Regions from separate parts of the Mus musculus genome. Here region 2 is linked to region 1. Evidence: chromatin contacts called from public HiChIP or PLAC-seq data. All regions are on one chromosome and are shown on one strand. The core of a region is the stretch at or near the end of the contact, and the rest is flanking DNA. Distances in the headings are between cores, read along the strand shown. Region 1 overlaps Gm46970 (a long non-coding RNA gene). Region 2 has its middle 11 kb from the start of Gm24565.

The links. HiChIP or PLAC-seq counts read pairs in DNA pulled down with a chosen protein or histone mark.
Region 2: a contact with region 1 is called in an H3K27ac HiChIP or PLAC-seq map of embryonic stem cells, with 5 times the contacts expected there. The contact joins two enhancer-like sites. A contact is called at or near these places in 1 of 39 promoter capture datasets (second pharyngeal arch cranial neural crest), 5 of 484 Hi-C or Micro-C datasets (bone marrow-derived macrophages, dorsal root ganglion neurons, embryonic stem cells and 1 more), 5 of 115 datasets of contacts at active chromatin or transcription factors (embryonic basal ganglia and embryonic stem cells) and 1 of 9 other capture datasets (embryonic stem cells).

The regions. Positions count from the first base shown.
Region 1 is chr6:97,523,778-97,531,125 of GRCm38.p6, forward strand. The region is part of intron 1 of Gm46970 (a long non-coding RNA gene); the gene reads left to right. It also overlaps a transcript of Frmd4b not described here. Among named protein-coding and RNA genes, the nearest start is that of Gm25852, 20 kb to the right of the region's middle. Within about 2 kb of position 5,669, at least 34 of the 459 cell types and tissues checked have an H3K27ac peak or open chromatin away from gene starts, as enhancers often do. A contact at or near this core is called in embryonic stem cells, where this site is marked.
Region 2 is chr6:97,716,127-97,723,254 of GRCm38.p6, forward strand. No RefSeq gene overlaps it. Among named protein-coding and RNA genes, the nearest start is that of Gm24565, 11 kb to the right of the region's middle. Within about 2 kb of position 2,610, at least 17 of the 459 cell types and tissues checked have an H3K27ac peak or open chromatin away from gene starts, as enhancers often do. A contact at or near this core is called in embryonic stem cells, where this site is marked.

The DNA.
Region 1 (7,348 bases), core at 4,419-6,918:
AAACTGCACTGTCCTCAAGCCGTTCAGATAAGGAACACTCAGCCTGTACTTAACTACCTGGCTTGGATAATGAAGATACGTTTTCTTGCCCTTCAGTTTGTCAACTCCAGATTAATTTTTTTCTTTCTTAGTTATGCTAGGGATGGGAACGGGTGATTTTCATAAGATATACAAAAAAGAAACTATATGTAAGGAGAAACTCCTTGATTTCACTGCTAATAAAAAACGAACACTGAACAAATGAGGTACTCCCCCACCCCCGTCATAAATCAAATGATCCCAGGAAGACACAAGAACCGATATATCTGTCAATTACCTTGAGTCCCCATGTGAATGTTCCTAGTTGGAGTTGAAGTGGCTTCCTTCAACTGGAAAAGGCACATCTAAGATTTGCTGAGGAACCCTGAGTTAATTTCCGAAGCTGCTGTCTTGAGGTAAAGCTGAAAGAATGTGTGTATAATCCTGAACCACAAATTGTGCTGACTTTATCTCTCAGTGAGGGGCTTGGAAAGCAACGGCTTTTTTATCCTTCCCTTTGGACCTCCTAACTCCCATCTTTGATGTGGAAGATGGCCTTAGGCATTCCGGGAGAGGGAGGTGTGTTATTGCTCCTTAAGACACCCACTACTTCTCAGCCTTCACAGAGCTCTCTCACCGGCAAGTTTCATCGCTCATTGTAATATTTGCATCATGCTTTCTTCCCAATATCCAATGTGCCGTGTCCCCTCCTCCTGACACTAGAAATCCCCCTCGCCCCACAAGCACTTCTGACAAGCTCCTTGACAAAGACCAATCTCTTCAGCTGTCGTAAGGATGTGGATGGGGTGGAATTTCACAGGGAATCTTCTAGAGAATGAACAGCGAGGTGGAACGTGGCCGCTCATTATTTCCTCATCGTCCTAAGTGACGGGTGACCATGTCCTGAAGCCAGTTCTGGAAGCATGCTCTGCCCCCAGCTCAGCGCACTGGCCATGGGGGGAAAGTTCACTCCTTAATGCTCCATTTGTAAATTAAATTCTGGTCCTGGGGCCGAGCTGTCAGATCTCACAGCTGAATTCTTGGGACTCGAGTGTACATGGCTGCCTTTGTCTTCATCTTTCACTGTAGCACCTACGGGTACTATAAATGTCTGGTAATTATACTATCAAATTCCCAGCCCCACACAATCTTTGCAGTGGCAGCAGTGGCCACACAAATGAGCCATAGGAGATGGGTGTTAAGAGTAAGTCACCAGAGACTCTAATTCCAATTAAGGCAAGAAGCGGGGCCCCACTTCACCTCAGAAGCCATGTCTAGTAACTGTGCCATCGTGCCTCTGATTCTGAAATACTAAGGATGTGCTCAGCATTCAATAGAAACAGGGCTGTCAGATGCTAGAGAGGCTAAAAGTCCACCATCGCAGCTGCTTCTCATACCTGACATAGATTTTGCTGGAAGCACACCACACACACACACACACACACACACACACACACACACACACACACACGGTTTTTTCAGCACTTCATTCACAGAATCTGCTAGTACCATGGACTTGATAATTAAAATGAGATATGTGTCATATGACAGTATCAGGAATCCAGAAGGTAAGCCACAGGGTGACCCAGGTTTGGACCTGTGACCAGGGATGCAGCAGCAGCCCTGTTTCAATTATGTGTGGTACCTGAGTCGGGCATCATGGGGAAGCTGTAGTAAAAATAGCTGGGGCTATCGAGACATACATTTTACTGCGGGTCAGAAAAAAACAAAACACCAGTTTCTTGAGACATGTCCTTGAATTCCAGGGCCTCCCACCTCAGGCTCCCCAGGGGTGGGTTTACTTGTCAGTGCCACCATATATGACCCATGTTCTCTCTCTCTCTCTCTCTCTCTCTCTGCTCATGCATGTGTGGTCCCCGTAGAAGGTTAGAGAAATTAAATCAAATCACCAGAGAAGGTTCAAAACATGGAAGAAACTTACATGATAACCTTCAAGGCGAAATTTCCCAGTCATGTTAACTAATAGCCTTTTGATTAGTAATGTCTGCCTGAATCAGGAAGGGATCCTGAGACCATTTTGAGTTCTGTGACCAAGGGATGCTGTGGGAGATTGATGATGTCTGTCCTGGCATGGAAAGGGAGGGTGGCTGCCTCACTTTAGGCATATCAGTTCTAGTCAGGCCTGGGACTCTGACCATGGTTCTCAGAAGTTTCCTCAGAGTGGCCAACCAGGCCTGACAGGCAAGCAGAAGCTCAAACCAGAGAAGGTAGTGCAGTTCTAGCCGTGTCTGAGGAATTTCTCCTCAGTGGCCACCTGTGAGGTCCACGAGGTGCTCCTGGAGCCTGCAATGACAGAAAGGCCTTGTCCCTAGGAGAAATATGGCTGAGAACCCCTCAGGGTTCAGATTCAAGGCCGGGGTTGGGGGTGGGTCTGAAAGTGAGGCGGTTTCGAGGGCTCCTAAACCTCTTTTTATGCATTCCTTGAACGTTAGTAATGTATACTTGAAAACACCAGCCAGCCTCAGGTGTGTAGAGGGCACTTGGTGAATGTTTGGTCAGGATAGGAAAGGACCAGGGTAGCGCTGGGTGCGGCACGACTGACCCCTAGTGGTGGACCTAGAGAATTCCTATTTAAAAGTCTTCAAAAAGCCTGTTAGAAAGTGTGGCTAACCCGACTCAGGATTTCATGAAAGAAGGGTCTAGGGATAAAATAACTAAGAAAAAGTTTACATTATGTAATATGTATACATTCTATCCTCTTTTTTTGGCAATTCACCCACGTTTTCTAAATGTCTGAAAGTTCTTGCAATTAAAGTAATTTAAATTCCCTTTAACACTCCAGTTTGCTTGAACATAGCTACGATTGCTCTTTCTTAAGCTCTCTTCCCACTATGTAACATACAGATCCTTGGAGGAAGGAAAGCCTGTGCATTCCTGCTTTCCCTTCAGTACGGAGACTTCAGGGAGATGTAGCTTTCCTCTACCAAGCTCCCTGCCAAAGCCGCTGCAAACCTGTGGTTTTTGGTAAGCAGCCTTCCGTTGTTTGCCATCATGACTGTAGTTAAGGAGAACGCTAAATTTTAAAACTATGTTAATTAGTAATCAAATTAAATGAAATGTTAAAGACTCTTCTTCCAGCTTGAAACAAAGTGCTTGTCGGCCTCAGGTTAGAAGCTGTGCTGCTGAAAGCCGAATTCCTTCCGGGCCTTCCTTCTAGTTCTCCAGATAAAGCCTAGAAGTAGGAACACCTGAATGAAGGGTTCACGTAGCCTACGATGCTTCCTGCTTCCTGCTTCCTGCTTCCGAGTCAGGGTTAGTGAAGCACAGTGGCCAGGTGGTTGGCAGCTACAGAGCCACTTCCCTCCTGAAGACCAGCTCTGCCTTTCTCCCAGTGACTCCTGATATGGAGCTACCCACAGTCCTTAATATCGATTCTGTGAGAAGAGTTTGGATATCAAACCCAGTGGGCATTTAGACTTCCCTGCGATATCCCATCCACAGCTGGTCAGAGAGCTGAGAATTAAGTGGTTGTTCAGGGTTCAAGCCCCGAATAGTCTGTTTCTATTAATCTTACCCTACCCCAAGGCTACCCCTTCCCCAAGGCAAAGGGGAAGAATGGTGGAAAAGGGGACAGAAAGACTATGAGTCAGGGTTACAAGCCAGTCAAAATTCCAGGCATGAAGTGAGGACAGGCTCCTGATACCCAGTCCTAGACGAGGAGCTTCCTGCAGGTGCTGGCTGCCGGGGAAGGAAGAGTCCATTTCCTTCAGGGGCGTAGCCTCTGGAAGGTTGACTGTCTCTTAGTGAGGCAGTTCTCAATCTGTGGCTCATGACTGCTTTGAGGGGTCGCCAAAGACCATCAGAAAACAGAGATATTTACATTACAATTCATAAGACTAGCAGCATTGTAGTTATGAAGTTGCCACCAAAATTTTATGTTTGAAGGTCACCGTGCCATGAAGCACTGTATTAAAGCATTCGGAAGGCTCAGAACCAGGGCACTGGTGGATGGCCCCACGCCTGTGCACATATGGACGGCAGTAGTTGGACTCAGCGAGTTATTTAAAAAGAACAAGAGGACATTAGTGTTGAAAGGGGCAGTGTTGGGGAGATCAGATTTAAAAAAAGAGAAAGAAGGGAAAGGGTCTGATATGATCAAGCTACATTGTACACACCTATGAAATTGTCAAAGAACAAACAAAATCACTAAATCTCAATCATTAACTTTGTTCGCCTGTTCATTAGGCCTAAGCTAGTTACATGTTTAACTGTGAATTAGATAGATGGATAGATAGATAGATAGATAGATAAATTGGGGCAACTGTGAAATGAATGAATGAATGAATGAATGAATGAATAAATAAATAAATAAATAAATAAATAAATAAATTGGGGCTAGAGAGATGCCCATGCCACACACTACCACTTGCCCTTCCGGGAGACCTGGGTTTGACTTCCAGCACCCACATGGTAGTTCACAACTATCCCAGGGAACTCCAGTCCCAAGGACTCTCAAGTTCTCTTCTGGCCTCTGTGGGCACCAGGTATGCACTAGGTGCGCAGACATGCATACAGGCAAAACTCCCTATATATACACAAAGATTTTTTTTTTAAAGAAAAGAAATTCACAAGTAGAATGCTTGTACAAAATTTGAGCAACACATAGGCAACTCATCTAAAGCACAGAACAGGTGCTACTTTTAAATCTTTTTCCTTTTTCTTTTCTTTTTAGTTTATTTATTTATTTTTCTTTAGGAAGAGAACCCCTATAGAATGGAAGTATCCTGTCACCTTTGGGCCATTTCACTTTTATTTCAACGTGGAAGAATAAGTGTGTTCTTTCATCTTCATCAGCGGCAATGCAGATGGTTGGAAGGTCGTGGTAACGTGCTTTCTACTCCCTCCCCGTGGACACCTCAGAGTGGGCTCACGGCTCATGCGAGGTTTTGGTAGTCACAGAACTGGGTGCTTACCTTTGCCGAATGGCTTCTCTCTCGCCCTCAGTCTGTTCTCACAGGAAGGATGCTTGGTCCGGCCTGTGCCAATGTCATCTTTTGCTTCCCCACATTATTTCTCCTGGGTTTCTTCTCTAAGCCTGGAACACAGAGAAAAGAGGCTCGGTCACTTCGGCAGCGGTTAGAAGGACCGTCAGCCTCAAGTCACTGACAATTCCAGTTTATTTCTAATTTTCCCCTGGCTGGCTACAGATTAATCACAGGTTTCGAGATTCAGACAATTAGATATTTAGAGCAAGAGCTCTCTCAAAACACCAATGACAGTGGACTGTTCTCCTTAACAACCGAAGAGGCAAACGCTGACTTGACCTTTCAGGAATCATCATATGACCCCTGGACATCTGGCGTCAGGCTGGGCTCTGTAGGGGGAGATTCTGAAGTGCAGCAAGTTACCTACAATACCATCAGGGCTGTTGGGGTAGGAGCGAGAACGTGGGATGATAGCATCTTAGACTCGAATCTCAGGATTATAGAAAGCATCGTGGCAGCTTTGAGTCTGGGCTTTGAATAGATATTGACTGTATGGTAAGGATGAAGCTGGCTGTGGGTGCTGATGAACTAACCGTTAGCGTGGGCATTGTGCCTTGAGAGCATTTGGACGTATCTATCATACTCCCTATAAAAGACACGGCTTTTCCCTGGAGGCTCTGCTTCATTCAGTAAGCACGCCTCCCCCTTGCCAATTGTTTGGCCAAACTGCTTCACACAGCAGAGGGTAAACTCTGGACTAGGAGGGCAGACATAGCAGATGTGCCTTTCATTGTTTCATTGTGTGGATGAATGAGGCTCCTGTCACACCCTCCCCTTGGCAGCTTCCCACCCACTTGCTCCTCTATAGCCCGTCACCCCCCCCCCCATGCAGGCCTGAAAGTCCAGTTGGTGCAGAAGGCAGAAGGAACTCAACTCGAATCCCTACAAGCACCTTTGCCCTGCGCTGCTCATAGACGCCACAGAATAAGTCAGTCTTCCCATGCAGAAACCATGCCAGTCAGTTTCTCATGCAATGACAAAGATACGAAATCGTTCTCTCATTTATGGTTTTAGAGGTGTACCCCCTGGCTGGCTTCCTCCATTACTATGAAGTAGAATAAAATATCATGGTGGTAAGAACATGTGGAACAGGGGGCTGCTGTCACAGGGAGGACAGAGGGAGTGAAGGGGAGAGGGGGCAGGGACAAGGCTGTTAAGGACCCACCCTCATGACTTTCCAGCTTGGCCCCGACTTCAAATATCTGTCCCACCTTCCAGTAAGAACAACACATTTTTGCATCATTCACTAATGTACTGATCCATTGATAAGCCAGAGTCCATCATTGGGGCGCTTTAACACCTGAGCCATCTGGGAGACACTTCATACCCAAACCATGACAGAAACTCGATATTTTAGGAAATCAGTTACAAATAAAATATAGTGCAGATTGGAAGTTCCGTGCAATATTTTCCAGAAACCTTTTAGAAGAAAATCCCAAGTGGTTTCAGGAAACAAGTTCATTTACTTTAATCTCCCAAAAGCTGATAGAAGCTCCTTTTATGTAAGCTGTTTTTAAATAAACATCAAAGTGCCAAAAGCTGGCCATGGTGGTTCCAACTTGCAATCCCAGTACTCAGAAAGATGAGGCAGGGGGATTGCCAGGAGCTCACGGACAGCCTAGGCTATGTTGCAAGTTCTAGGCTAGTCTGACTCTATATGAAACCTTGTCTCAGCAAAGAAGCAAAGCCAATAGGATTTGATTTAAACTGTGAGAACTGGTGTTTGGGGAGGGTGGTCATGGGAGGAGGATTTGTGCAATACAAAAATGAGAATGAGGACTTGGTCCATTCTCTTGGCCCTCGTGATTTTGGGGTAAACCATTGGTTTCAGAAAAATGTATGCTAGAGATGTATTCTAGACTAAAGCTCCACTTTGCAGATAAAATAAATGAGGGCCATCAAGAGAAGGATCGTGCAAAAGGTTACATAGTCATCTTCAAAAGATGTACACACCTCCTATTTCATTACATCTTGTGCCACACCTTTTCATGTATCTACCAGGCAACAAAAGCCCCTTGAACAGCCAAGCCTTGTAGTGCTGACATAAGCCATATTGCATACACCAAACATAGGGAATTAGTTAAACCTCTTAGGTAGGCAAACATAACACAGCTTATATAAACTCAGAACACAGGAGCAGAAAGGGAGAAATAAACAGACACTTCCTGATTACCTAGAATAGCTACTATTGATTGAAGACCAACCATAAGCCATCCAATATAGTATGCCTGTCCCCGTCGGTGACACTAATGCTTCCAGCAACTCTGAAAATAACACATACATCAGTGTACCGTGAAAACGAGAAAACTGAGCCAGGAAAACAA
Region 2 (7,128 bases), core at 1,360-3,859, 190 kb after region 1:
TTTTCCCTTCTCTTGTCTAGTCTGTCATCATCCTACTACCTTAAGTATAACTCTATTGTTATTATAATAAATTAGTTTCCATACTTTCCAGATAGATGAAGAAACACTATCAGCTAGTGTTAAATGCTATTGGTCACAAATTCAAGGGAGCAGCTACTTTTCTTGCTTAGATTTGTGGGGATTACGTCATCTTCTGTTAATATTGTGTGTCCATCCCCATAGGGGACCAGGCAGTGCTTTACTCTATAAATACCCTTCCTTTTCCACTGGGCTTTCTAAGTTGTCTGAAAACTCATTTAACTGAGTGTGTTCAGAGTCTGTCTGATTTTTCTCTCTAGATTCTTCCCCTTGCTCCAGACAGAGGTAAACCTTGCTCCAGCCAGCCTTCTGGATCTTTGTGTTTTTCACTACACATTCTACTGGTCCTGAATTATACATACCATTTTTAAAGATCATTTTAGCAATTGCTGTTGTTTGAGATACAGAGCCTTTTAGAGTCCATCTTGCGTTGAACTCACTACATAGCTAAAGGTGGCTTTGATTTCTGATAGTCCTGTCCCCACATCTTTAGAGCTAGAATTACAGATATCTGCCACTCTGCCTAGTTTATGCAGTGCTAATGATTTAGTCTAGGGCTTGAGCATGCTAGACAAGTATCCTATTAACTGAGCTACATTCCCACACCTCATAAATGTTATTGTGGAAAAACTTACATGGGGACTCAATATGTACATCTTTCTTGTCATTATTCTCCAATAATATAGTAAAGGAACTATTTCTATACATTTCCATTGCATAGGGTAGGATAGATAACCTAGGAATAAGTTAAAGTATGTGGGAGGATGTTTGTAGGTTAGATGCAGCCATGAAGATACATCGTCATACAATGGACTTGAGCATCTGTAGATTTTAATATCCCGGAAGGATCCAAACCTGGCCTTTGTCCCTGTTGTCCTTGTTTTCAGGAATTCTTATACAAAATTTTAAGTATTTATTCTGTACCAACATACAGTCCCTGTACATACAGTCCTTGTATATATTTGCTGGACTTGAAAAAGATAACTTCTTTCAAGTTTCTCGTGTACTTTGACCATATTGAAATACCCAGTCCTCTTATCCTTCCTTTTCCTCTCCTGCTAATCCCCTTCCTCCTCACCTCCTTCTTCTTTCATGACATCTCTATGTGATTTGATGTGTCTATATAGGATCTAAGATCTGCAAGAAAGAGAACAGTGATCTTTTTCTGAGTCTGGCTTATTCTAATTAACGTGAGGATCTCAAGCTGTATCTATTTTTCTTGTAAGCAATACAGTTTCATTCTTCTTTATGGCTGAATCAAATTCCATTGTCATATACACCACATATCCATTATCTATTCATCTGTTGACAGACAACTAGGCTGATTCCTCAAATAGGCTACCAATAAACACAGGCAAGAGTGCCCCCAATAAAAATAGATACTGTATACACACATCGTGAACATAATGCTCAAATGTCACTTCCTCTGTCACACCACCCCTGACTCCCTGAGCCAGATTTAGCAATGTTTTTTCTTCCATATCTTTAGTATACTTTACTGTGTCTAAAAGCAGTTATCAGCCACCAAGAAAATGAAGCAAGATCTTTAAACATCCAAATACAAAACCAGCCTAAGTCAAGGCAATTGCTTCCTGTAGTTTTGGAGTCCCAAGACCTCAAATAGCGCTTGAACACAGTACATGAGTGAATGGCAGACAGAGACTCGGTCTTAGAAATAAATTTAAGTTTCTCTTGAATAAATGGGACTCCAATGAATTTTGCATCAAAAAGGCATGGAACTCCTATAGCACCTATGTATGCATGCTTGAGCGAACATTGCTGTGAGTAGCACCCGTCAGTTTTGCCATCAGTTTTGTGATATCAGTTTCAAATCTCTAGTATAATCCAGTCTCCTCAAAAAGCTAAAACTTATCATTTTTCTGTGACATGGTTAAAGCAAAAACAAACGAAGCAAAAACAAAGAGCGGAGCTGCAAAGGACTTCTGGGCTTACATAGCTTGCAGAGCCCAGCAAGGCAAGAGTTTACCCTGTTCACTCCCATGTCCCCTGTGGAATTATCAAACGACCAGGGAGTGTGGGTGGTAACAAATGAGGAGATTCTTCTCTCTTCCTGTTGAGTCATACCTCCAACCAGAGGAAGTGACCTTAATTTGTGGATAGCTTGTTGTTTGAAATTGGAAGCTACATCACAGCCCTGCTCCTTGTGGCTTTTCCTTCCCAGCTTCATAAATTTCCCTTACATTTGCAGCCAGAGCGAGTTACTTACTGTTTCCCAATCTGGTGTTTGCACAGTACCACAGGCAAAAGTTAATATGTGCTCTGGTTTCCCCAGGGACTCCAGGGCAACAGTTAGGATAGAATTAATCTATCAATGTGGTCTCTAAAAAGCACCTCCAGGCTGGATTCTAGAACAAAAGGCAGAGGGGAACAGGGAAGATCTGTTGGTACCACCATTATCTAAATGGATGCAAATGAAGCCAAATTGAAAATGTCTGGCCTTTAGCGGAGGGATAAGAATCAACAGAGCATCCATTTGCATGTTTTATTGTAATGGTGAATCCAGACACAATGACTGAGCTGGGATACAGGCACCTCAGGAAAGCCATTGAGCCTCACGTTTACTTTCGCTGTCTTGATGGAAGGAGAGAATGGCTAGGCTTTCTGAACATTCATGAGCTTTCAAGCTGGGAGAGCTTGTTGACTGTGTAGGAGAACTTGGCAACGGTGCCAGTGAGCTAGTGAATCCCGCTAGGCATTTTTCCTGTCAGTTTGGGTCAAATGGTGGCTTTTAGGGCTGTGTAACTAACTTTTATTGAACACTAATTCAGGTACAGCACTGAGTTCTTTATATACATTTTATCACTCAAGTCTCCTGGCCCTTGGGTAGAGTCCATCCCCATTTCAACTTTACAAGGAGAAGACAAGTAAATGGGTGAGTCCAGATATAAAAACGCATTTGGCTAATCCCAGAGCCAGAGCTGTGGGCATGTGAAGTCATTACTTTTTCTACTATCAAATCATCTGTTGATTAACTCTTTTCATTCAGTAAAATTTATGGAACAAACCTATCACAAGTTGTTAAGTACCTAGATAGAAGGTAATACAAATATTATCCCAGCTTCCAAGTTCTTGTCTGTAATAAAATGCACTGGAAATAATAAAAAATAATTTTGGTTGTTTTATGAAAGCAGCAGAGGAGGTATTTTCTTGTCATCGTGCTCCTTTTCAGTAACATCCATGTTTCTCCTCCTCTTCCTCCTCCTCCTCCTCCTCATCATCATCATCATCGGGACTCTATTGAATCTTTACTGTGTGGCTGCTACTATACTTATGTCAGAGGTGGTATTAAGGACTGCTGGATCCTGAAGCCTCACATTTTAATAACACATATGTACATGTTCATGTATGTGCATATTTATGTGGGTGCGCAGCATGTGAAAATCAGCAGAACAAAGGATAACCTTGAATGTCCCTCCTCAAGTACTATTCACTTGTTTTGTTTTGTTTTATTTTGTCTTGTTTTGTTTTGTTCGGGGATCTGTAACTGGCCTGGAGCTTGCCAAGCAGGCTGGGCTGGTTGCTCAGTGAGCCCCACAGATCTGGCTATCTCTGAGTGACCAGACCTGGGATTACCAGGCAGTGCCACTGCACCTGGCTTTTGGCACATAGGTTCTGAGGCTTATACTCAAGTCTTTGTGGTTGAAATTGCAAGCACTTTACCAGATGAGCTATCTCCTCTGTTCTTAAAGCCTTATATTTTAGTCAAAGTATCTTCTGAGAATGCTAAAGGCTAAGAAAACAGTGCCTATTTAAAGATTTAAAAAATTATTGTTTGAGAGTGTCATATATATATATATATATATATATATATATATATATATATATATGTCTTGATCAAATCTGCACTGTCTTCCCTCCCCCAACTCCTCCTACACACATCCTACTTTTCTTTCCCAACTTCATATATTCTTTCTTTAAACCCACTGGATATACTTCATGCTACCAGTATGCACATGGGTGCCCCCTGGAGCATAGCACCTTATTAGAAACACATCCCTGAAAAAAGCTGACACTCATTCTACTTCAAAAGCTTTTAATTGCCAATACTCCCTAGCCAGGGGTGGGACTTCATGAGCCCCTCCCTTATTCATGATGGCAATTTGACTGACTTGATCTTGTACAGGTCTGTGTACACAGCTAAAACCGTTGCTGTGACTTCACATGTATAGCAGCCTTGTTATGTCTGAACAACCCTGTTTCACGGCAGTACTCTACAACCTCTGGCTTAACAGTCTTTCTGCCTCCTCTTCTGCAACAATTCCTGAGCTGCTGTCCCATTTAGAGCTGAGCATGCCACAGTCTCTGATTGCAAATTGACTAATTGTGCGTTTCTGTACTATTTATCATCTAATTCAAAAACACGCTTCTCTGATTCTGCAGTTAAAGATAAGCAGGTCAGAGGTAACTCAATATCATTTCCCAGCAGGACTGGGGAGATGGTTTAGCAGTTGAGAACATTTGTGTGGTTTTCGATAGCTGCTAGACAGCTCACAACTGCCTGTAACTCCAGTTCTAAGAGATTCAACACCCTCTCCTGGCCTATTTGGGCACTTGCACATATGCGGTTCACATAAACTTACACAGGTACCAACATATATAAGTAAAAACAAAACAAAATGAAAGAGAAAAAGAAAGAAACAAACAAACAAAACTTGTCCCAGTTATACCATTCCTGGACAAACCCCAAAGGACTGCATCTCCTACTATAGAGATGCCTGCTCATTCGTGTTCACTGATGCTCTATTCATAACATTCAGAAAATGGAAACAGCTCAGATGTGCACCGATGAGTGGATAATGAAAATGTTGTATGCTTACACAGTGGACTATTATTCGGCTATTAAGGAAAATAAACTTATGAAATTTGCAGGTAAATGGATAGAACTGGGTATAATCATTCAAGTGAGGTAACCTAGCCCCAGAAAGACAAATGCCACATGTCTACTTTCATATGTGGGTCCAAGCTTTGAATCTTTAGTTAGCATGCTTAAATTGGAGCACTTGTCAAAGTCTGGAAACTAGAAAGGGGCCATGAGAAGTGGGAGTATCTTAAGATGGGGACAGTAGAACACAGATTATAGTTTGAAGGAGAAAGGAAATAATGGGGCACAGAGGATATGTGCAGAGGAGGATGGGAGGGAAGGCTGAAAGAGGTAGTTAGTGTAGGGAGGGAGACCAACACTAAAGACCTTTGAAAAGCCATATGGAAGCATAGTATTTTAAAAGCTTCCTAAAGCACACACACACTCACATATACTACATACACACCACATGTGTTTGTGTATATGTGTGTATGTGTGTATGTGCATATGTGTATATGTATATATACATACCATATACATACATGATGTGTGTATGTATATATACATATAAACAGCATATATGTGTTGTATGTATGTGTATATATATATATATAGAGAGAGGTGTGGGTTACCTCTACCTCTTGTTCACTGTTGGTCAGTAAGGTTCCGTAGATGCCCAAATATTACATACTATTGTCACTGCTCTTGCTTTCCTTCTAGAACATGACAATAAGACCTGGTTGCTGAAGACATCACACTCTGAGTCTTAGGACATGGAGATATCAAGCTGGTACTATGTGGCTTCATTCCTACTGACCAGCTTTCATAGTGCTGGAAAGTTCTGCATATACTACTAAGAGGGCAAGGTTATCAACGATCTTACACAGCAGTAAACCCAGTGAGCTATGATAAGGACTGCTCTTATAAGGTATGTTCATGGGTATAATAGTGGTACAAATATTTTGGGAGTAACTGTAATGGCTTGTATATGTTTGGCCCAGTGAGTGTCACTATTATGAGGTGTAGCCTTGTTGGAATAGGTGTGGCCTTGTTGGAGTAGGTGTGTCACTGTGGGTGTGGGCTTTAATACCCTAGTCCTAGCTGCCTGGAAGCCAGTATTCTGCTAGCAGCCTTCAGATGAAGATGTAGAACTCTCAGCTCATCCTGTACCATGCCTGCCCAGACTCTGCCATGCTCCCACATTGATGACAATGGACTAAACCTCTGAACCTATAAGCCAGCACCAATTAAATGTTGTCCTTTATTAGACTTGTATTGGTCATGGTATCTGCTCACAGCAGTAAAACTCTAAGGCAGTAACCATTTCTGGATTTGCTTTAAAAAGTCATTGTAAAGCAACTGGGTTACAGCAGTTTAAGAGTAACAAATGCTTCGATACACTAAGGGCTTTGTTTTTTTAAATACTTGGAACTGACAACCCCTGCTCTTGTTCTCCCTCCTGAAGGCCAGTCTTATTGTGTACAAGGGGAAAATGAAGCTCAGAAAAAAATAAGTGACTCATCTTAGTATTCAGGCCTGGGTTCATTGGTTCTAAAGACCAAGGTTTTGCTTATCCAGAATTTTCTCAGTAGAAATGTTCCAAATGACTCCAAGCTGCTACTTAACTTCAATGTCAATAAGGCCTTCCTTGTCCTAAGACTCATGAGGTATTATTTTCTTCTTAATTTCTTCTGTTTTTAAGATGCTTGGTAAGATGACTATGGTGGTGGTAGCAGTGGTAGAGATGGTGGTGGAGGAGATGCTCTGTGTGTGTGTGTGTGTGTGTGTGTGTGTGCGCGCGCGCGCGCGTGCGTGTGCGTGTGCGTGTGTGTGTGTGTGTATGTGTGTATGTGTGTATGTGTGTGTGTGTGTGTGTGTGTGTGTGTGTGTGTGTAGATGGAGCCAAGAGGAAAAAGAAAGAAAGATTCTTAGAGACAAATGTTGTGGATGGCCCTGATGCTGTTTGAATATTGATGTTAATTCTGCTCTCCCAGGAGGAGTTGTCTGAAGTGAGGAATGAGTCATGTACTTAGGTGACTTATTGTGAACCTTCCTTTAATGAATAAAGAAACCAATCACTGGGAGAGTAGGCGGGACTTCTGGGTTGGAGAGAGGAAGAGAAGAGGGGCAGGAGAGGGAGACTTGTTTTGGATGGGATGGGAAGACAAGATGTAGCTACTAGTGAACCCCAGTTTAGATGGCGAATCCGCTTGTCACTGGAGGATTTA